2 separate regions of the Sus scrofa genome follow, and region 2 is linked to region 1. A link is a contact called in public HiChIP or PLAC-seq data. All regions are on one chromosome and are shown on one strand. Each heading gives the region's core, a stretch centred on a gene start, on an enhancer-like site or on the middle of the called end of the contact. The rest is flanking DNA. Distances are from core to core; before and after follow the strand shown. Region 1 has its middle 27 kb from the start of ESYT3. Region 2 has its middle 49 kb from the start of FOXL2.

The links. HiChIP or PLAC-seq counts read pairs in DNA pulled down with a chosen protein or histone mark.
Region 2: a contact with region 1 is called in an H3K27ac HiChIP or PLAC-seq map of alveolar macrophages. The contact joins two enhancer-like sites. A contact is called at or near these places in 7 of 47 Hi-C or Micro-C datasets (embryonic fibroblasts, epiblast stem cells, heart right ventricle and 4 more) and 1 of 2 datasets of contacts at active chromatin or transcription factors (alveolar macrophages).

What each region holds. Positions count from the first base shown.
Region 1 is chr13:79,216,512-79,220,830 of Sscrofa11.1, reverse strand. No RefSeq gene overlaps it. Among named protein-coding and RNA genes, the nearest start is that of ESYT3, 27 kb to the left of the region's middle. Within about 2 kb of position 1,925, at least 16 of the 83 cell types and tissues checked have an H3K27ac peak or open chromatin away from gene starts, as enhancers often do. A contact at or near this core is called in alveolar macrophages, where this site is marked.
Region 2 is chr13:79,658,571-79,662,889 of Sscrofa11.1, reverse strand. No RefSeq gene overlaps it. Among named protein-coding and RNA genes, the nearest start is that of FOXL2, 49 kb to the left of the region's middle. Within about 2 kb of position 2,614, at least 5 of the 83 cell types and tissues checked have an H3K27ac peak or open chromatin away from gene starts, as enhancers often do. A contact at or near this core is called in alveolar macrophages, where this site is marked.

The DNA of each region.
Region 1 (4,319 bases), core at 676-3,175:
TGAGCCCCACCCCAGAGTCTCTGACGTAATAAATCTGGGGTGGGGAGAATTTTTTACAAGTTCCCAGGTGCTGCGCAGTTACTGAGAACTGCTGGCCCAGCTGGGGGCTTTGGAATCTGCCCTGTCAATAAGCTCAATCTATGACTGAGGCCTGAGGGAGTCCCTCACACATTGTGTGAAGTGCTGGCTGCAGAGTGAACAGGCCAGAGGCCAGGGTCTTGGGCGTCTCCCAGGGAGCGGGTGTTTAGATCCAGAGGGGGGCAAGTGCTGGAGTTCACCCAACAGTTCCTAAGAGGGTCCACCAGCCTGGGCCTGTGTGAACCATTTGCCAAATTATGGTGAACTTGCTACACTCCGGATCCAGGGTCCCCAGGGTGTATGTTAATCTAGGTACAAGCGGCCCTGGGGGTGGGGGAGGGGGGCAGTCCCAGAGGGCAGGGCAGAGAGCAGGGGCAGGCGGTAGAGGGGCTGACCTTTGGCATCCCAGGACTGCTCTGCAGCTGAAACCAGAGGCCTTCCCTACAAACACGGTGAGGCTGGAAAGGGATCCATCTGCTCTGTGATGGTGCCCCCTGGTGGACAAGGGGGACACTGGCCCAGCTTCCCAGGAATCTCAAATAGGGACGGATAATACATTCTACTAGTAGTGCGGCTACTACTACAGAAATAACACTGGATGGAAGTGGTTCAGCGGTAATGCACCTGGCTAGCATCCATGAGGACGAGGGTTTGGTCCCTGGCCTCGCTCAGTGGGTTGAGGATCTGGCATTGCTGTGAGCTGTGGTACAGGTCACAGACACAGCTCGGACCTGGTGTTGCTGTGGCTGTGGTGTAGGCTGGCAGCTGTAGCTCCAATTAGACCCCTAGCCTGGGAACCTCCATATGCCACGGGTGTGGCCCTAAAAAGACAAAAGACGAAAAAAAAAAAGATAGAAAGAAAAAAGAACAGCATCTGTGAAGTATGGGAGATTATTCTCCGTGAATGCCAGCACATAGCATTCTTTGAATCATTTAACTCTCACAGCAGCAGGGGTCAATACTCACGAGTCCATTTTTTGGATGAGGGAACCCAGGCCCATAGTGTTGGAATAACTCTCCAAGGTCTGTGAGGAAGTGTCCTCTGATTCCAGTTTGAGGTTGGCACGGAGGACACCCTTGGAGTCCTGGCTGTGCCACTCAGGCCTGTGAGAACTGGAGAGACCTACTGAACATCTCTGAAGCACAGAATCCTCCCCTGAGGGAAGTTTAGTGTCCTCCTGGGGGCACAGTGAGGGCCTTGCTGCTCTGCAGCCCAGGGGTGCCATTCACATAAATGCCGGGTCAGGGGTGTGCCCTCCTACCCACCTCACCGGACTGTGTAACCCGGGCCCTGCCCAGCCCAGAGCAAGCCCTCAACAAATGGCATTTCAGCTCTTTGCTCAACAGAGAGGCGTCTCTGTCAGTGAATCCCACCTCCTACCTTAGCCTTTGATACTAGACCGCCCAGAGAAAGTGCACGTCACTTCTGAAGAAATCCCTCACTGAGCAGAGAGCAGAATGACAAGAGAGAGGGATTAACTCTGTTGGAGCTTCAGAGGGAGGAAATCTGGCCCTCCTTGGACCCAGGAGAGCCTGGTTGGGTAACCCCCAGGGGAGAGAGCACCCCTCACCCCCTCCCTGCCACCCAGTGCAGGACAAAGGGCCTGTCCTTCCCTTGGCTCCTGCCCAGCCATGCTAGCTGGGTTGGGGGAAGCTGGCCACCTTGGCCAGCAGACTCTGAGGGCTGTGGGAGGGGCATGGTGAGGGAAAACACGGATCTCATTGGCCATGGAGACCCAAATGAAGAGAGGGTTTGGGGAAAGACTGAGGCTAGGAGGCTCTGAACCCAGCTGGGAAAAGATAGGCGTCAGGTGGGACATTGCACTTAAGCCATCGGCCAGCAGCACAGCTGGGCAGCTGTGCTCTGTACACCACCTCACATAGCTCTGCTCACCAGGAATGCCAGACTCTCAGCAATGTCAACCACAGGGCAGGAGCAAAAGTCTGGATTCATTTGGGAGCAGGGGGGTGGGGGGGGAAGAGGAGTTGATACATTAACTAGAAAACCAGCTCTGGTGTCCTTCATCCTGGGCTCCTCTAGCTGCCATCAAGTAGGGCCAAGGTGGGCTCCCAGGGGGGCCCCCGGCTGCCAGCTGCTCCCATGGGCTGGAGGCCAGAGGCCCCAGTGGTCTCACACAGTCTCTAACTGCTAGCTGAAGGGCTGGCCTTGCTCAGAAAAAAGGCTGGAAAGAGGCAGCAGGCGGACAGGCGGTGCCCCTGGGAGGAGGCCCAGGACAGAAGCTCCGGAAAACGACAGTGATCTAGGTTCCAAATGTCTCTGCTGAGTCACCCAGGGGAAGTGGATCTGCATTCAGCTCACTTGGAAGAAGGCGGGAATGTGGGAGATGCGGCGAAAGATTTGCCTCAAACGAGTTAAAATTAAAAAAGGGTGGGGTGGCTAGTGGGACTGCCTCATCCTCAGGGCGGCGGGGGTGGCGGTAAACAGCCAGACAGAACCGCGTGCAAGGGCAGGCTCAGTCAGCCTGGCAGTCCCTGGGCCTCTGTTTCCTTTTCTGTAAAACAGGCGCCCTACCCCCTACGTTGTGGGATGCCTGTGAGGATGTAAATGGGACACGGTACGCAGAAATAGCCCCATGCCTGGTAATAGCAAGCTCAGCAACAAGTCTGCTGGCAACTAGTGTGTGTGGTGCCTGTACCCAGCGCCAAGCCCTCTGCTGACCTCGTAATGTGGATTAGCGAGTTCAGGGCTCTGGGCATCACATCCCAGGAACCTGTGAGAAGCTCAGATCCCACACCTGCTGAATCAGAAAAGTGTGTCTTAACCAGCCTCCCAGGTGATTATGATGCTAACTAGGAACTGCTGCCTGATTCATATTTAGTAGAATTGTTGTTACAGAACAGGGGGAACGTTTTTATTCTTCTACCTGTCCTGGTTTGCTGGAGACTGTTCTGGCTTTAGCACTGAAAAATCTCACATCCCAGTCAACTCCTCTGTCACAGGCAAACTGGAACCTTGGTCACCCTATTAACAGCTGGAACCATATTTTACCCTAGGAAGGGGTTATGGGATTGTGGCAAAAGAAAGAAAACTGGGCAAAGGTGAGAGGATCTGAGGGGTGGGTGTTTAGCCAACTGGGGGGCTGCTGTCAGGGGAGGAAAGATAGGAGGGGGTCTGGCGTGGTATGAGGTAAGGGTTAACTGAGAGGCCCCTGATAGCAGAGGGGCCTTCCTTGGGACCCCAAGTCCTCAGCAAAGCCCAGGGATGGCTGCTGAGAGTAGGCTTGCTTGCCTGCTTTTTTTTTTTTTTTTTTTTTGCCTCAGCCAGGGCATGTGAAAGTTCCTGGGCCAGGAGCTGCGACCTATACTACAGCTGCAGCAATGCTGGATCCTTAACCCAGTGCACCACAGTGGAAACTTCTAAGAGTGGCATTCCTCTCTCCCTCCCTCCCTTCCTTTTCTTTCTTTAGCTGCAACAATGGAGTATGTTAAGTTCCTGGGCTGGGATTGAATCCAAGCTGGAGCTGTGACCTACACCACAGCTGCAGCAAAGCTGGATCCTTTACCTGCTGCACTGGGCTGGGGATCGAACCTGTGATTCCACAAAAACAAGCCAGATCACTAACCCACTGCACCACAGCAGGAACTCCCAAGAGTGGGCTCTCTTTGTGGAAACTGAGGCAGAGGCTGACCATCAGCGTAGGGAGGCTGTGGAGCAGTCAGAGGCAGAAATCTCTGGAGGACCCTGAAACCAGAGGGGCTGCGTGGGGCTGCCATAGGCGGGGATCTGATGGTAGGAGCCTGCCTGCCTGCCTTAGGTTTAAAGGCATGGAGGCCCCTGCTGATGGCTGTAATAATTACTAATCTATCTAATAAACAGTCAGCATTAACATTGTGGCACCAGGCCCTCTCCTGGACCTGGGGATACACACATCCCTGTAGATAGGACCAGGCCAGTCAACAAGCCAAGCCAGGCTCTGCGAGGACTGCTTGAATGAAAAGAGAAGAATCCTCGTGTAGTGGGGAGGGGGAAGGGCCCTCCCGGGAAGGGCCCTCCCAGAACCAAGGGAAAGCAACACGCAACATCAGCACCTGAGTGCGCCTGCGCAGTTCTATAACGAGCAGGAACAACCTGAATCCCTGGGCGCCTTCGGGTCTATAACTCCACCCAGAAATTACAGAATGTAGGTTACCTTGTAACGGGGACAAAGGGACTTAGATGTAACAACAACAACAAAAACCTAACAGGGGTATATAAGTTGACGCCCCACTGCACTGGGGGC
Region 2 (4,319 bases), core at 1,365-3,864, 440 kb before region 1:
TTCCCGTTGTGGCTCAGCAGATTATGATCCCGATGAGTAGAGTATCCATGAGGATGGGAGTTTGATTCCTGACCTCGTTCAGTGGGTTAAGGATCCGGCATTGCCGTGAGCTTCTGTGTAGGTCACAGACACAGCGGGGATCCCAAGTTGCTATGGCTGTGGTGTAGCTCCAAACTGACCCCTAACCTGGGAACTTCCATATACCCTGAGAGCAGGGATCAAACCCACATCCTCAGGGACACCATGTTGGGTTCTAAACACACTGAGCAATTTTGGGAACTCCTTAAACTTTTTTAAAAAGCCAATGCTGCAAATATGTCAATATCCAAAACTGTAAAAGGTGATAGATTTAAAAAAAAAAAAAGAGAGATTGAATTTACTCCAGCATCACACAAAGAAAATTTGACATTGGCTCTTTATACCAGCACCGGTGTTTGCTGTAATAGGCATTTGTCTTCTACTGAGGTTTTATATTCCTTATGACAGGATTATTCCTGGTGTGGACTGCTTCACTTGATGACTCTAGATAAAAGATGAGGGCCAGAAACCCAATCTGGCCGGTGATCTCTTAGGAATATACAGAAATAATAAACTATCCTGGCTAATACATAGCCCTTACTATGTAAGAATTTTATTATAATGACATTTTTATTCTCACAATGTTTTTATGGAATAAATACCATTAATTCCCCAACTTAAATTATGGAAACTGGGGTACAGAGAGCTTTAATAACTTGCCCAAATCATATAGCAAGTCAATGACCTAGCCTGGATTTGAACCCAAGCCAGCTGGCTCCGAAGTCTGGATTTTGACACTATATGTAGCCTACTCTGGGAAGCCAATTATAATAGAGAGTGTCATGATAACTTATGAAATCAGGAGAAGAGGGAGGCTGGAGAGATTACACAAGTCATAATAAACTATTCTAACCCCGATACTAGTACATTTGTAGAGGAAGAATAACATAGAGATCAAAGATGTAGGCACTGGAACCAGGCTTCCGGAGCCCAGATACCAGCTTTGCTGCTCACTTGCTGTGTGATAAGCAGGGTATTCATCTTTTGTGGTAGGAGGAATAACAGCCCCTCCAAAGATGTCCATATCCTAATCCCCAGAAAACGTGACTGTATTAGGTTACAGAGCAAAAGAGGATTAAAGTTGCAGATGGAGTTTTTTTTTTTTTTTTTTGTATCCTGCATCCTCATGGATGCCAGTCAGATTCATTTCCATTGAGCCACGATGGGAACTCTGCAGATGGAATTTAAGGTGACTGATCATCTGACCTTAAGACAGGGAGGTCATTCTGGGTTATCCTGATAAGCCCAGTGAATTCACAGTGTCCTTCAAAGTGGATGAGGAATGCAGAAGAGAAATTCAGTCAGTCAGAGAAGGGGAATTGACCACAGAAACAAGGTCAGAGTGATGCTATATGAGAAAAGCTTGGAGTTCCCACGAGGCTCAGTGGTTAACGAACCCAACAACTACTATCAATGAAGACGAGGGTTCGATCCCTGGCCTTGCTCATTGGGTTAAGGATCTGGCATTGCCGTGAGCTGTGGTGTAGGTCACAGATGAGGCTCGGATCCTTCATTGCTGTGGCTATGGTGTAGGCTGGCAGCTGCAGCTCCAATTTGACCCCTAGCCTGGGAACTTCCATATGCCACTGGTGCAGCTCTAAAAAGACAAAAAAAAAAAAAAAAAAGGGAGAGAGAGAAGAGCTCAACCCACCATTGCTGGCTTTGAAGCTGGAAGGGGACCGTGAGCCAAGGAATGCAAGCAGCCACGAAAAGCTGGACAAGCCCGGAAACAGATTTTTCCCTAGAGCCTCTGGAAGGAAAATAGCCCTGTCCACACCTCTATTTCTATCCCCTGATACCCATTTCAAACTTCTGACCTGTTGAAATCTAAGATAATAAATACATGTTGTCTTAAGCCACTGAATTTTTGACATTTTGTTACAGTGACAATGGGAAACTAACATACCTCTCTATGCCTCCTTTTCCTCATTTATAAAATGGAGAAAATAAAATTATCTTATAAGGTTATTGTGATGATTAAAGAAAAAAAATACAGATAAAATCCTTAGAAGAGGGCCCGGTACATAGTAAGTTGCTCAATAAATGCCAGAAAAAATACTAAATATAAACTGTTGAGGGAAGAAACCACAATGGATGCTAAAAATATTGGGTGAAATGTTGATCAGAAACAGGATGTCAGAATGGTGACCAAGGGTTACCCCATAGTTTACATACTCATTGCAAAAGGGGGAAGTGTCTTTACAATGGGGAAATCTGCAACCCCCATCTGAACTCAGTCTTCAAACAGAAAAAACATCACCAAAGGAGGACAGCTGGGTGTTGATGGCCCTCCTGATAGGATGCAATATAAAGAACAACATCACCTTTGAAATGCTTCTTCCCAAAGAAAGGTTAACCTGAATTGAATCAAGCTACAGAATTGGCTTTCTGTTGCAGGAAATATAAGGAATAGAGGAGGAAGTTAAATAAACATGAAGAAACATTTAGACAAATCCTGAATGTGGGGACATCCTAGAACTGTTCTGTCTCTTCAGGAATTTTGTGTCATGAGGAGTTCCCTGGTGGCTTAGAGGTTAAGGATTCCAGATTGTCACTGCTGTGGCTTGTGTTCAATTCCTGGCCCAGGAAATTCCCCATGCTGTGGACATGGAAAAAAAAAAATCGTTGGGTCATGAAATAAAAAAGTTGTGAAAGAGTAGTTCTTTACACTGTCATGCAGGGACCCGGGTCTCTCCCATCTCTGGTACTGCCGTGGTTCGGGCTCTCCTAGAAGGAAAGGAAAGGGAGACTACGGGATCTTGTGGGAAGTCTTTTTTTTTTTTTTTTTTTCCACAGCATTCAGAAGTTCCCCAGGCCAGGGATCAAACCTGGGCCACAGCAGTGACAACACCAGATCCCTAACCTGCTGAGCCATGAGAGAATTACATGGGATGGCTTACAATACCATACCTGAAACTGGCCCACTTCAGCTGCCACTTACATTTCTTTGGCCGTAATGTCACTGGGCCCTGACCTAACTGCAAGAGAGCTGGGAGATGGGAGTTCTCTTGTGGTGCAACATGTTAAGGATCCAGCATTGTCACTGAGGTGGCTCTGGTCACTGCTGTGGTTGGGGTTTGATCCTTAGCCTGGGAACTTCCACATGCCATCGGTGCAGCCAAAAAAAGAGAGAGATGGGATATGTGCCTGGAAGCTTGGGAAGGAGAGGAGAGAAGAGTGGTGAGCATCCAATCTAACTCTCCATCCACGTAACACCACCTACCCCTCCCCCCGAGCAGTGCCGGGCACAGCATGGCCTTGGCAGGCACTTCCGAGCCATGCATATCCCCAGGCCCATGTTAGTCCTTGCTCTGAGATGGACCAGCAACCCAGTATCCTCTCTTCTCCCCTCATGCTCCACAACCAGACAATCAACAAACAGCAGTGTCTCCAACTTTCCACATCCCTAAACAGCTTTCACCTCTCCAATTGCAACTGCTAGAGCTTAGTACAACAGCCCAGCTGGCCTCCCTTCATGCAAGTCTCCTGATCTTGGAGGACTATGTTCTTCAAATAGGCTGCAAGTGAGCAAATAAATAAATCAACAAGATAACTTAATGTGCTATGAAGTAACCAGAAACTGAAACAGTAAAGAATGGCTTTGGGGTGAGAAGGAGGAGCTAATTTGTATAAGGGCTGTCAGGGAAGGCTGCTCAGAGGAGGTAGCTATGGCAAACAGACTTATCTAGAATCATCCAGAAAAGCAGTATTTCTATTTCTGTGTGTTGTTGCAAAACCCTGCCACTCCTCCTTCCAGTGGTGGAGTCCATATTTCCTCCACTTGAACTTGGACAGTGGTTTCAACTTGCAAAATTAATAAAGTACAACAGAAGTGATGCTATGTGACTTCTTCTTAGACTGGGTCATAAAAGACAATACACAATACCATATACGCGGAATCTAAAATATGACACAAATGGATTTCCACTGTGGTGTAACAGGTTAAAGATTTTTCTTTTCTTTTTTTCTTTTGCCATACCTGTGGCATATGGAAATTCCCAAGTCAGGAATTGAACCCGCACCACAGCAGCAACCTGAGCCACTGCAGTGACAATGCCGGATCCTTAATACTATGCCACGAGGGAACTCCCAACAGGCCCTGATGATAGATAGAATGAGGAATGAGGGATATGAAAGAGTGAAGTTATATTTCTAGGTTTTTCTCTCAAGTAGTCAGATGAATAACAGTGCAACTTGCCTGAAGGGGAAGGCTTGGAAGGAGCAGGATTGGGATGGGGAAA